3 separate regions of the Mus musculus genome follow, and all the other regions are linked to region 1. Evidence: chromatin contacts called from public HiChIP or PLAC-seq data. All regions are on one chromosome and are shown on one strand. The core of a region is the stretch at or near the end of the contact, and the rest is flanking DNA. Distances in the headings are between cores, read along the strand shown. Region 1 holds the start of 2310011J03Rik (RIKEN cDNA 2310011J03 gene). Region 2 holds the start of Arhgap45 (Rho GTPase activating protein 45). Region 3 holds the start of Prtn3 (proteinase 3).

Region 1 (3,408 bases), core at 892-3,391:
CTGAGGTTCAGCCAAGCTGTACCTGGCCATCAGCCACTGGTCATTTGTGGTGGAGGTGTCATGGTGGAGGTGGGGACCAGGAGTCCAAGCTGCACTGGTCAGGGCAAGTTGGACCCCGTGACCGCCAGGAATGTGGAGTGTCAGGAATGATGTAGCCACAAGCTAAGGCCACTTCTGACAAAACAGTTCCAGCCAGCTTGGGACCCAAGGAGGCAGGTGTGGTAGCTAGCGCCTGAGCTGCCAAGGGGTGGCAGGGGGCTTGGGTACCCAGTGATCTAGCCTGGCTTAAGGGAGAACTGTGTTCAGGCATCAAACATCTTTAATCTTCCAGAACTAAAGTCCAGCCACCCCAAGAGTGGTGGGTCTTCTGCAAGAAGGCAAACTAAACCCCAGATCCAGAAGGGGCAACATTCACCACACACAGGGACCTGGCCTTTGAGTTCCTCTTGGACCCCTGGGCTCCCCAGAATGGAAACTCCCTTGATGAGTCTCCCCGGCCCCAGGGAGAACTGAGAAGGCAGTGTAGCCCTAGAGGGCCTGAGCCAGGCTCTATGAAGCGTGCAGCTAGCCCATTCTCTCAACCAAGATGCCAGTGGCTGGCCTGCTGTGGATGCTGGGGATGAAGACCTTCACTGCCCAGGGTGACATGGGACAGAAGAGCACACCGGTCACTATGGGGCAGACTGGCTTTGAGCCCCGACCTGCAATCAAGTCCTTGATGCAATTTAGGCCAGTGTCCCCATAATGAGGAGGTGGCCATGTCCCTAAGTCCCATCATGAATTAGAGGCCATTAAGGATGGAAGAGGGAACAAAGCTGCTAGCTGGCAAGGTGGGCCACTGGGTCTCCCCGGGCCAGGGTTGGGACAGCAAATGTTGACCCAGAGCCTCTGGTTGCTAGGTGCCCAGGCCTGGACCAAGGACATCAGGTGTAACTTCGGCTCTAGGAGGTGGCTGAAGTCACCTGGCTGATATCCTGTTCCAGCCGCTGACCAGCTTGCCGAAGGCCATCGAACTTCTGTCTCAGAGCTTCCCCCGCCTGCCGCAGCCTCTCATTCATAGCCACGTAGGCCCGGCTCTGTTGGTAGATCTGCTCCTGCTGGATCTCAGAGTCCTCAGCCCTTGGGGATGGGTCTGGGGGGTCTGAAGAGAAGAAACAGTGTCACCATCCCCAGGCCTGACATCCACCAACCCAGAGGCAAGAGGATCAGTGGTTCAAGGTCATCCTTGGCTACATGGTGAGTTCGAGGCCAGCCTGGGCTATATAGGCCTATTAGGCACTAGAAAACAAGACTCAGTTTCAGGTTTTGGTGTCATGGAGAGGACAGGACACCTCCAGCCACCCTGGCCTGCCGTTCTACCCAGGACTGCCTGGATTCCTGGATCCTAGGCCAGGAGTCGCAGATATGGCCCCTGCAAGTACTCTGGCCCCCCATTAATTTGTAGGAGCAGCTGGCCACGCCCCTCTGAGACAAGGTCTTGAACTCACAGCAATCCTCTTGCCCTAGACCCGGGTTGGCAGCACTTTCAACTTTTTTTTGTTTTTGTTTTTCGAGACAAGGTTTCTCTGTGTAGCCCTGGCTGTCCTGGAACTCAGTCTGTAGACCAGGCTGGCCTCGAACTCAAAAATCCGCCTGCCTCTGCCTCCCAAGAGTTCGGAGCACTTTCAATTTTATTTCTGATGATCTTTCTTTGCAGGGGAAGAGAAGGGCAGGGACAAAAAAGATTCGTCCCTGCAGTCGGTTTGCTCCCCACTCGGGAGTCTCACGTTCTCCTACCTTCCGGGGCCAGGGCAGTGAAAACAGGATCTTGAGCGGGTGCCCCTCGCACGTCCTCCAGGATCTGCTCCACCGTGGGAGGCGCGGGGCGAGTGGGCAGTACCACGCGTTTCTTCGCCTTGGAGTTCATCTTGTAGGTGGAGCGCGCGCTAACTGGGGGTCCACTTTCGGCTCGGCCCGCCCACCTCGCGAACTCCTACGCACCCCTTACAGACCTGCGCCGAGGTCCCTACCCCGTCTCGCTTTCCCTCCTCCCGGAACCTCGGAGTTTGGCTCGATCTCCGCGCCAGTTTGCTCTTGGAACACCCCGCTGCCTATCTTCGTTCCAAGAACCTAGGCGGCCGCCACCGCTTCCGCTTCCTGCTTGAACGCCACTACGTTCCGGCACTTCCGGTCCACTCCAGCGCCACGCCTCGCGAAACCCCTCCCCCGTCTTAAAGAGCCCTAAGCCTAGATGCTCCTAGTTGCTATCCAGTAAGATCAGAAGGAACTCTGCCCTCCTTCACCGCGTGTGGTGGGAGGAAAGGGGTGAACGTGATTTCGAGAGTAATCAGTGTACAACCATTGCCAGGTACACAGTGGGCGCTCAATAAATGCTGGATGGAACCTAGCCACAGGCTTTGCTTCCTTGTGGTAGACCTTTAACTCAGTACTTTAATCTCAGTACTGTGAGGCAGAGGCAGGCAGACCTCTGTGAGTTCAAGATCATCTTGGTCAATATGGGGAATCCCAGAACAGCCAGGACTACACAGTGAGACCCTGTCTCAAAAGAGCAGTGGGAAAGCCGGGCAGTGGTGGCGCACGCCTTTAATCCCAGCACTCGGGAGGCAGAGGCAGGTAGATTTTTGAGGCCAGCCTGGTCTACAAAGTGAGTTCCAGGACAGCCAGGGCTAAACAGAGAAATCCTGTCTCGAAAAACCAAAAAAAAAAAAAAAAAAAAAAAAAAACCAGTGGGGGATGGGGGAGCGAGCTAGCTTCCTGTTCATGGCTGTATGGTAATTCAGCACTTGGCAGATCTGGGCTCAGAGCAGTCTTCCTCTGTGGGTCCTTATTCCTCCAGGGGCCCACCCTACCCTCAAGGACACCATAAACTCGACATCTTCTGTTTAACTTTTATTTGGCAACTATGAGGTTAGACATGGGGCTATGGATGGCTTGGAGACAGGGAAGGGGCAGATGATTGGTGGCTGTGGTCTGACCTCTTGCCCACTGTACCTGCTCCAAAATGAGTAAGGACACATCTCTTCCACTGGGAGCAGCTGAGGCTGAGCGGTGGGCTGTCACCTGACCCATGCAGCTGCTCTGCCCTGGCCTTCTGGGGCAGGCTTCTCTTCCAGCCTGAGAGCAGGACCTTGGGGTACCGGCCTTCTGTCCTGACAGCCAGGCATCTCTGGCTCTCCAGCCTCCAGGGATCTGTGCATGCATGGTTTTGGGCACTGGGGTATCTAGCCTGGGGCAGGTGGGCCTTCCTCAAGCCGAGGGGCCTCCCAAAGGCCCTGGCCAGCAGAGCCAGCACCATGGCCCAAGACTGGTAGCTGGGGGGCCACCAGAGGTGGCAAGCCTTGGAGGGGCTCTGGAGCTCTCCCAACACAAGGGACAGGGGACAGGCAGTGTAGTCGCTGCTCAGGCTGC
Region 2 (3,873 bases), core at 380-2,879, 300 kb before region 1:
CCGGGAGGTGCACGGCAGCCGTCTGCGCTTCCAACTGCCACCGGGGGGCAGATGCACCCTGACACGAGTGTTCAGGGAGCTGGCTGCCCAGGGCAGGGCCCACGGTGTGGAGGACTTCTCTGTGAGCCAGACCACTCTGGAGGAGGTGACTTCGGGCACCATCAAAGGGTTTGAAGGGAAGAGCTGAGGTGCCTCAGGACCCTGGGCTGACATCTACCCCCACCCCATGCATTTCTGCCCCCTCCATGTCTCTGCCCTGCCAGGTGTTCCTATATTTCTCCAAAGACCAAGGGGAAGAGGAAGAGAGCAGTCGGCAGGAGGCTGAAGAAGAGGAGGTTTCCAAACCTGGCCGGCAGCATCCCAAACGTGTCAGCCGATTCCTGGAAGACCCCAGCTCTGTGGAGACCATGATCTGAGCATGCCTGCCTTGGGACTGAGTGGCAAAGCTCAGACAGAGGATCTCTGTACCATACGCTGGCTCCCAGAAAGCCTTGGGCTCTGGGGGAAATAAAAAGAAACTAGAATGAGAATGAGGCCACGGCTGAGTTTGTGTTTTAGGAGTCTTAGCTCTGTACAGTCCCATACACTATCACATGTACAGTATGCGCGTGTGTCCTGCTGTGAATTGCCTGCAACACGGACACTTCCCAGGTGTCCAGTCACACGTATCCTGACCTGCATGTACCTATGTGGGTCTGACACCCAAGGGCGGGACTTGTGAGTGTTTCTGACCGTGAAGTAGAGATGAGGTCAGGCTTGTGGAATGTTCCAGACGGTATAGAGGACCCTGGTACTTTCCTGGCCTGACCGGACCAGAAGCCCACCCCAGAGCCAGCCAGTCTTCATCCTGAGACAACCTCCCAAGCCCACCCCCAGCCATCCAACTATGAGTGGGAGGCACGGGACCCTTAAGGGGCTCCTCGGCTGGGTTTGTGGCTGGACCAGAGCTTGGAGAGCGGGCCTAGGTACTGCAGGCTGCGGCCTTTCTGGGCTGTGTCCCCGAGAGCCACCCAGTGTGCCTGAGGTCAGTGGAGTTTGGGATGGTTAAGGGACATGGTGTCTAAATTATTAAATAGTACCTCTGGGGATCCTGAGACCTGAAGCTCAGAGCTGGGATATAGAGGGCAGAGTGGGAGTGGGAGCTAAGTGGAGGCCAGCAGGGCAGTGGAGCTCCTGGGTTGCTGGATGGAAGCCACCCAGGCATGGCACCTTCAGGTCCTATGGTCCCCAGAAGACTGTAAGGCTGGTGATTATAGGGAATGGGGGGTCACCTGTGCATGGTGAGGGACTCAGGGGGTGTCTGTTTGATCTGTGTGTGAACCTGTTGCTCAGCCTCCTCTCTGGTCTTTCATATCAGTATACACATGACACTGCCTTTCTTGACTGTATGTTATGTCCCAAGCAAGAGTCAGCTAATGCCTGGATCGGGTGGCCACACAGGACACAGGCTGCAAGTGGAAGGTGGCCTGCTGTGGGGAACCTGTGTCAGAGTCAGTGTGCAGAGTCCTATAAGAGCTGACACTTGGGACAGTCACACTGGGGGCGGATCTGAGGTGTCACCTCCCTCCCTCTGCTGGGGAGCCTTTTCCTGTGTAGGAGACTTATGCGCCAATGAGAGCCAAGCCAGTCACGTGTGGCTCTGACAGCTGGGGAGGGGGTGGCCCTGAGCAATGTGGTCCAGAGACAGCCTGCACCAGGAGTTGCAGGACTGAGACCACCCCCAGACTCCCACCCTGCCGTTGCCCGCCTGTCCTCACCTAGGGCCACTGGGGCTGACTCCACCATGTTCTCTCGGAAGAAGCGAGAACTTATGAAAACTCCCTCTATTTCCAAAAAGAACCGCGCGGGGAGCCCCAACCCGCAGTCCTCCTCAGGGGTGAGTGGGGCACAGAGCGGGTGGGGACCCAGGATGACACCCACAGCCTGTGGTCACTGATGGGCATAGCATGCAACTACAACACCATGCTGGGTCCACGCTGGGGGAACCGGGCCAGCTATAGTCCACACCAGGCAGAATGGCCGGCGACAAGGAGTGGCCTGAACCTAGGAGGCCGCATTACGGTAGGTAGGGATGGCCTTGGGTGGCAACCAAGTCACCCATCTTGATGAGGGATGTCCCCGTCGTGTGCCAATGACGGTTGTGGGTAGTGGGTAGAACTGGTATTGGAGTCTAGTGACTACACTGTAATATGGGGTCTGGGCAATTTTAGGGTTCTGAAAGCCAATGGGGAACTGGTGTTGAACTGGGGTGCAGGTGTACAGAGCAGATTGGGGGGGTCTCCAAGTTTCTCCAGGACCTGCTGCTGCCTGCTGAGCTTTTGAGAATTTGTGAGGTTTAGGGGTACCTCTACTAGGTCTGGGGGTGTCCTGAGACACAGGAGCCTGATGATCTTTTCAGGTCACAGAAGTTATCCATGTTTTTAGAAAGTGGACACCCGTAGAGGTATCTGGGGTGGCTACAGGGTTAGAGACTCACAAGAGTCCTCCCCACCCCCACCAGGAAGTGGGGTGCCCCCTCCCTCCTGTGCCCCACAGGCCCCGCCTCTGGCTGTGGTTTGGGTAGGGACGGTTGTTTGTGAAAGCTATAGACAGGAGGATGTTGGGTAACAGGTGGGGGGGGGGGAGCTTAAAATTCTCTGCCCACTGACCTCTGACCCCTGTGAGGACTTTCTGGGGAAACTGAGGCAGTGTCTGGGATGGGGGATCCCCTTGACTCCTCTTCCCTATGCATACCTAGGAGCTGCCCAGGAAGGATTGGACAGAAGCTCCCGGCCTGGAGCCACCAGCCACATCCCTGTCCACGGTAGCCAAGGGCACAGGGACACTCAAAAGACCCACCAGCCTGAGCCGCCATGCCAGTGCAGCAGGCTTCCCGCTCTCGGGCACTGCCACCTGGACCCTGGGCCGTGGGTACCGAAGCCCCCTTTCTGCGGCCAGTCCGGCAGAGTTACCCACTGAGGGAGCTTTCCCTGATGGCGTAGAAGACATCTCAACCCTGCTGGCGGATGTGGCCCGCTTTGCTGAGGGCTTGGAGAAGCTCAAGGAGTGTGTGCTGCAGGACGGTGAGGATCTTCAGAGCAGCACGGAGGGAGGGCAGGAGGTGGGCAGCCTCTCAGCCCAGCACTCAGGCAGGAGGATCTCTGTGAGTCTACACTTGAGTCTTATGCAGGTCAGCCAGAATTACAGTGAGACCCTGACTCAGAAAGAATGAAAGAAAGAAAGAAAGAAAGAAAGAAAGAAAGAAAGAAAGAAAGGAAGGAAGGAAGGAAGGAAGGAAGGAAGGAAGGAAGAAAGAAAGAAAGAAAGAAAGAAAGAAAGAAAGAAAGAAAGAAAGAAAGAGAAAGAGAGAGAGAGAGAGAAGTGGCGCACGCCTTTAATCCCAGCACTTGGGAGGCAGAGGCAGGTGGATTTCTGAGTTCAAGGCCAGCCTGGTCTACAAAGTGAGTTCCAGGACAGACAGGGCTATACAGAAAAACCCTGTCTCGAAAAGCCAAAAAAAAAAAAAAAAAAAAAAAAAGGTAGAAGAAGAAAAAGGGCGGGGGGGGGATATGAGGAGGTTTCAAATAGGATGAAAAGAAGTGCATGTGTCAACTAAAGTTCTGAAGGATGTGTAGGAGTTTGCTGGCGTGCCTGGTCCTACAGGGGGAATGTCTTAGGCATTTGCTCAGATACATAGAAACTGAGGTTGTATGTAAGGAGCACTGTGTGAGGACAGAGGGCTGCAGAGGCAGAAGGACCCTGGCTGCAGCACTGGGGGACTGCAGAACACGGAAGGTGTTAAAGCAGAGGCCACGGGAGGTACTGGAAGTGAGTGGCCCCGTTCCGTTTTCTCCTGCATGCAGTTGATGATGGCTCCGTCCGTTTCCTCCAGAG
Region 3 (3,487 bases), core at 958-3,457, 440 kb before region 1:
GGGCAGGAGGCTGAGTTCATACTCTTCCTTGTAATTCCAACAGCCAAGAGGCTGAAAGAGGAGGTTCAAGGTCCTAATCCCAGCACTTGGGAGGCAGAAACAGGCAGATTTCTGAGTTTGAGGCCAACCTGGTCTACAGAGTGAGTTCCAGGTCATCCTCAGTTCCGTAGGGAATCTGGAGCCAACCTGGGCTACATGAGACCTTGTCTTAAAATGATGGGACGAATAAATAGACAGTTCTCAGAGGTGCACTTAGCCCTGACCAGGACATAGCCCACATCATGGTTCCTGAGTAGCATGAGACAGAACCAGGTGTAGAAGCTCAGTGCATTCTCTCTGAAGAGCGGGGACGCTGGGGACTCTACCACCCAGGGAACCCTGAAGTGCACAAAAGATGCTGAGGACTCGGGGTCATGGCCTCAAGCAGGAAGGGGCGGGGGAAGGATTGGCGATGGTCCGATGGTCCAGAGTCATGCAGCCGTTGTGTTGTGTAAGAAGTCCGGGAACAGAGAGGCAAGTCCCGGAAGCCTGCGGACCTCTGCCAGCGGCAAGGCTTCATTTCAAAATGAAACCACACAACCTTTTCTTTCTCTCTTTTCCTTTTTTCCAGCCCCCCAGGTCTGTGGTTTCTTTCTCTTCGTGTGGTTTATTCTTTTAACTTAATGAATTTCCTTCCTTATTTATGAGCCACTGAGATGGCTCAGTGGGGAAAGGCGCTTGCTGCCAAACCTCAGGGTCTCTGTTCAGTTCTGGGGACTCACACAGTGGACGGAGAGAACTTACTCTTGACTGTTATCCTCCGACCCGCTGTGCAGACACGACACACATGCACACATGGAGAAGTTCGTTCATATAGGAATGAATGCATTAACTTTGTACTCCTGGGATGGAACTCAGGGCCTTATGCAGCCTAAGCAAGTGCTCAATACTTGGCTGTATCCCAGTGTTCTATGGGTTTAGACTATTTCATTTATTGATTTTTTTTTTTTTAGGTTTGAGACAGGGTTTCTGTGTAGCCCTGGCTGTCCAGGAACTCGCTCTGTAGACCAGGCTGGCCTCGAACTCACAAGAGCTCCTCTTGCCTCTGCCTCCTGAGTGCTGGGATTAAATGCGTGTGCCACCATTGCTGTGCTAGACTATTTTATAATAAATGAATATATTTGCTCTGTGATCCCAGCACAGAGGCAGGAGGATTGATGTTGGTTTGGGATTTAATAAACAGGGGTGGATGGGGAGGGAAAGGGCCAGATAGCTCAGTGGGTAAAGCACTATGGCAGAAGGGAGGGCTGCAGTTCCAGTCCCCAGAACCCGTGTCCACAGCGGAGACAGCCTCCTGTATTTCCGAGCATTTGTGTAAGGAGGCCCAGAAGAAGACAGGGACACCTCTCCCCCAACAAGCTAGAGAGCTGATTGACTGAAACCTTAGAGAGAGCCCCTGCCTCAATATAAGGTGGAGAGTCACTGAGGAAGATACCTTGTGTCAACCTCAGGCCACTCTATGCATGTGCATCCACACATGCCTATGCAGAAAGAAAGAAAGAAAGAAAGAAAGAAAGAAAGAAAGAAAGAAAGAAAGAAAGAAAGAGAGAGAGAGAGAGAGAAAGAAAGATTAAAAAATTTAAGATATATAAATTAAAAAGAAATAAAACACACACACAATATATATATTTATATGAAAAAAAACCAGTAAAGAGAAAAGAATAGGAAATTATCCCAGTGCAGAAGTGCATACTTGTCATCCGAGCGTGCAGGAGGCTGAGGCAGAAGGAACCTTGGATACGTGGTGAGTTCATGGCTAGCCAGGGTTACATGCAACCCTGTTTAAAATGAACACACATACACACACACACACACACACACACACACACACACACTACAACATTAGAGGAGAAATAATGAACTCCCAAAGTAAAATCTAGGCAGGTTATTAATGGGGAGGGTCATCGATGGGGGGTGTATCACAGGATCTGTGGATCATAGCTGAGTGGGTACTAAAGTGGCTTGTCCCAGGACCCTCAGCACGCTCTGGGTGGCAGAGGGCTTCCTGTGCCTCCAGAGAGACCCCCTGCGTCCTGCCCTACTGCAAACATTCCTGGGCCCCCAAACTGGAAGGAGGAAGTGGGACCCACAGCCCAGCCTTTAGCCACTGTTCAACGGCTCCCGGCAGAGCTGGGCTATAAGAGGGCCCCAGCAAGCAGGATGCCAGGAGCCTGGCCATGGCTGGAAGCTACCCATCCCCCAAGGGGATCCATCCCTTCCTGCTGCTTGCCCTGGTGGTTGGTGGTGAGTGTGTGTGTGGGTGGGGGGGTGGGGAGCTGTTCATTAACCAGCACCTTCCTAGAATAGCTGGGAAGGTCAGGGCATCCCCTGGTTAAATGCTTGGGAAGGAAAGAATGAGAGGGGGCATTGACTGCTTTCCTTCTGTTTTAGGGTTCTTTTTTAGACAGAGTCTTAAGTAGCCCAGGCTGGCCTTTGCTACATTATAGCAAATCAGCTTTGACCTCCTGGCCCTCATGCCTCATCTCAGTACTGGGGTAGCAAGCTCCCATGCTGTGTTTCTGTGGCACTGGATGTGGGACCTAGGGCTTTGTGCGTGTAAGCCACGACTCTACCCACTGAACCCAACACCAGCTTCAGCCCTTGATGGGTTCTTACTGTATGTGTGCCGCCCACGGACTCTCACTGCAGGGAGGAATTTCCAGGGAATCAGGAATTACCAGCCAAGCTGAATGGCGCACATCTTTAATCCCAGCAGTTGGGAGGCAGAGGCATGCAGATCTCGCTGAGTTCAAGGCCACCCTGGACCACAGTGTGAGACACTATCTCAAAACAAAATAATACGTGTAGACTCAAGTCAGCCCCCGACTCCTCCCCAGGCACAGGTCACTTTAAAACCATAGGTAGAACAGACTGTGGCTCTCATGGCTGGAACCCTTCAGGCTGCATTCCTGACACCTACTTCCCCTAGGCGCAGTCCAGGCCTCCAAGATTGTAGGTGGGCACGAGGCTCGGCCCCACTCTCGGCCTTATGTGGCATCCCTGCAGCTGAGCAGGTTCCCTGGGAGCCACTTCTGTGGTGGCACCCTGATCCACCCGAGATTCGTGCTGACAGCCGCCCACTGCCTGCAGGACATGTGAGTTCAGGAGACAGCGAGGGAGTGGCAGGTCTGAACTGACAGCAAAGCCCTGGATGGGTACCTCATAGTCTCTTCCCCTTCCAAAGGCTCCCTCTAGACCTGCCTCAGCTCTTCCCCATGCGTTCTCCAGGAGATTATTTCAACAGAGACTTTCTCTCACCTAGAATCCCCCAGTGAAGGGGATAGGGGAGTGGTTAGGGTAAATATCCCTTCTAGAATTCCCCAGGGAAGGGTCTGTGGGCACGGTCAGGGTAGAGTTCCTCCTACCTGCCTAGAATCCCCCAGTGAGCGACTAGGGGGCGTGGTTATGGTAGAGCCCCACCTGGATTCCTCCCAGAGGGCGTGGTCAG

Evidence for each region. HiChIP or PLAC-seq counts read pairs in DNA pulled down with a chosen protein or histone mark.
Region 2: a FOXA1 HiChIP or PLAC-seq map of pancreatic cancer cells shows a contact between it and region 1. The contact joins the promoter of Arhgap45 here to the promoter of 2310011J03Rik in region 1. A contact is called at or near these places in 1 of 39 promoter capture datasets (stem cell-derived epiblast-like cells), 4 of 115 datasets of contacts at active chromatin or transcription factors (the SCID.adh cell line, bone marrow-derived macrophages, embryonic stem cells and 1 more) and 3 of 9 other capture datasets (adipose tissue, embryonic stem cells and liver).
Region 3: a contact with region 1 is called in an H3K27ac HiChIP or PLAC-seq map of microglia, with 4 times the contacts expected there. The contact joins the promoter of Prtn3 here to the promoter of 2310011J03Rik in region 1. A contact is called at or near these places in 1 of 484 Hi-C or Micro-C datasets (cerebellar granule neurons), 3 of 115 datasets of contacts at active chromatin or transcription factors (bone marrow-derived macrophages, microglia and pancreatic cancer cells) and 2 of 9 other capture datasets (embryonic stem cells and liver).

What each region holds. Positions count from the first base shown.
Region 1 is chr10:80,318,407-80,321,814 of GRCm38.p6, forward strand. 2310011J03Rik (RIKEN cDNA 2310011J03 gene) reads right to left here and starts at 2,142. Exons shown (of 2, transcript NM_025521.3): 1 at 1,777-2,142; 2 at 1-1,141. The coding sequence starts at 1,906. The coding sequence ends at 942. Pcsk4 (proprotein convertase subtilisin/kexin type 4) reads right to left here. Exons shown (of 15, transcript NM_008793.2): 15 at 2,877-3,408. The coding sequence ends at 3,400.
Region 2 is chr10:80,015,043-80,018,915 of GRCm38.p6, forward strand. Arhgap45 (Rho GTPase activating protein 45) reads left to right here and starts at 1,630. Exons shown (of 23, transcript NM_001142701.1): 1 at 1,630-1,876; 2 at 2,738-3,062. The coding sequence starts at 1,784. It overlaps Abca7 (ATP-binding cassette, sub-family A (ABC1), member 7), which reads left to right. Exons shown (of 47, transcript NM_001347081.2): 46 at 1-145; 47 at 264-530. The coding sequence ends at 416.
Region 3 is chr10:79,877,460-79,880,946 of GRCm38.p6, forward strand. Prtn3 (proteinase 3) reads left to right here and starts at 2,208. Exons shown (of 5, transcript NM_011178.2): 1 at 2,208-2,283; 2 at 2,969-3,134. The coding sequence starts at 2,217.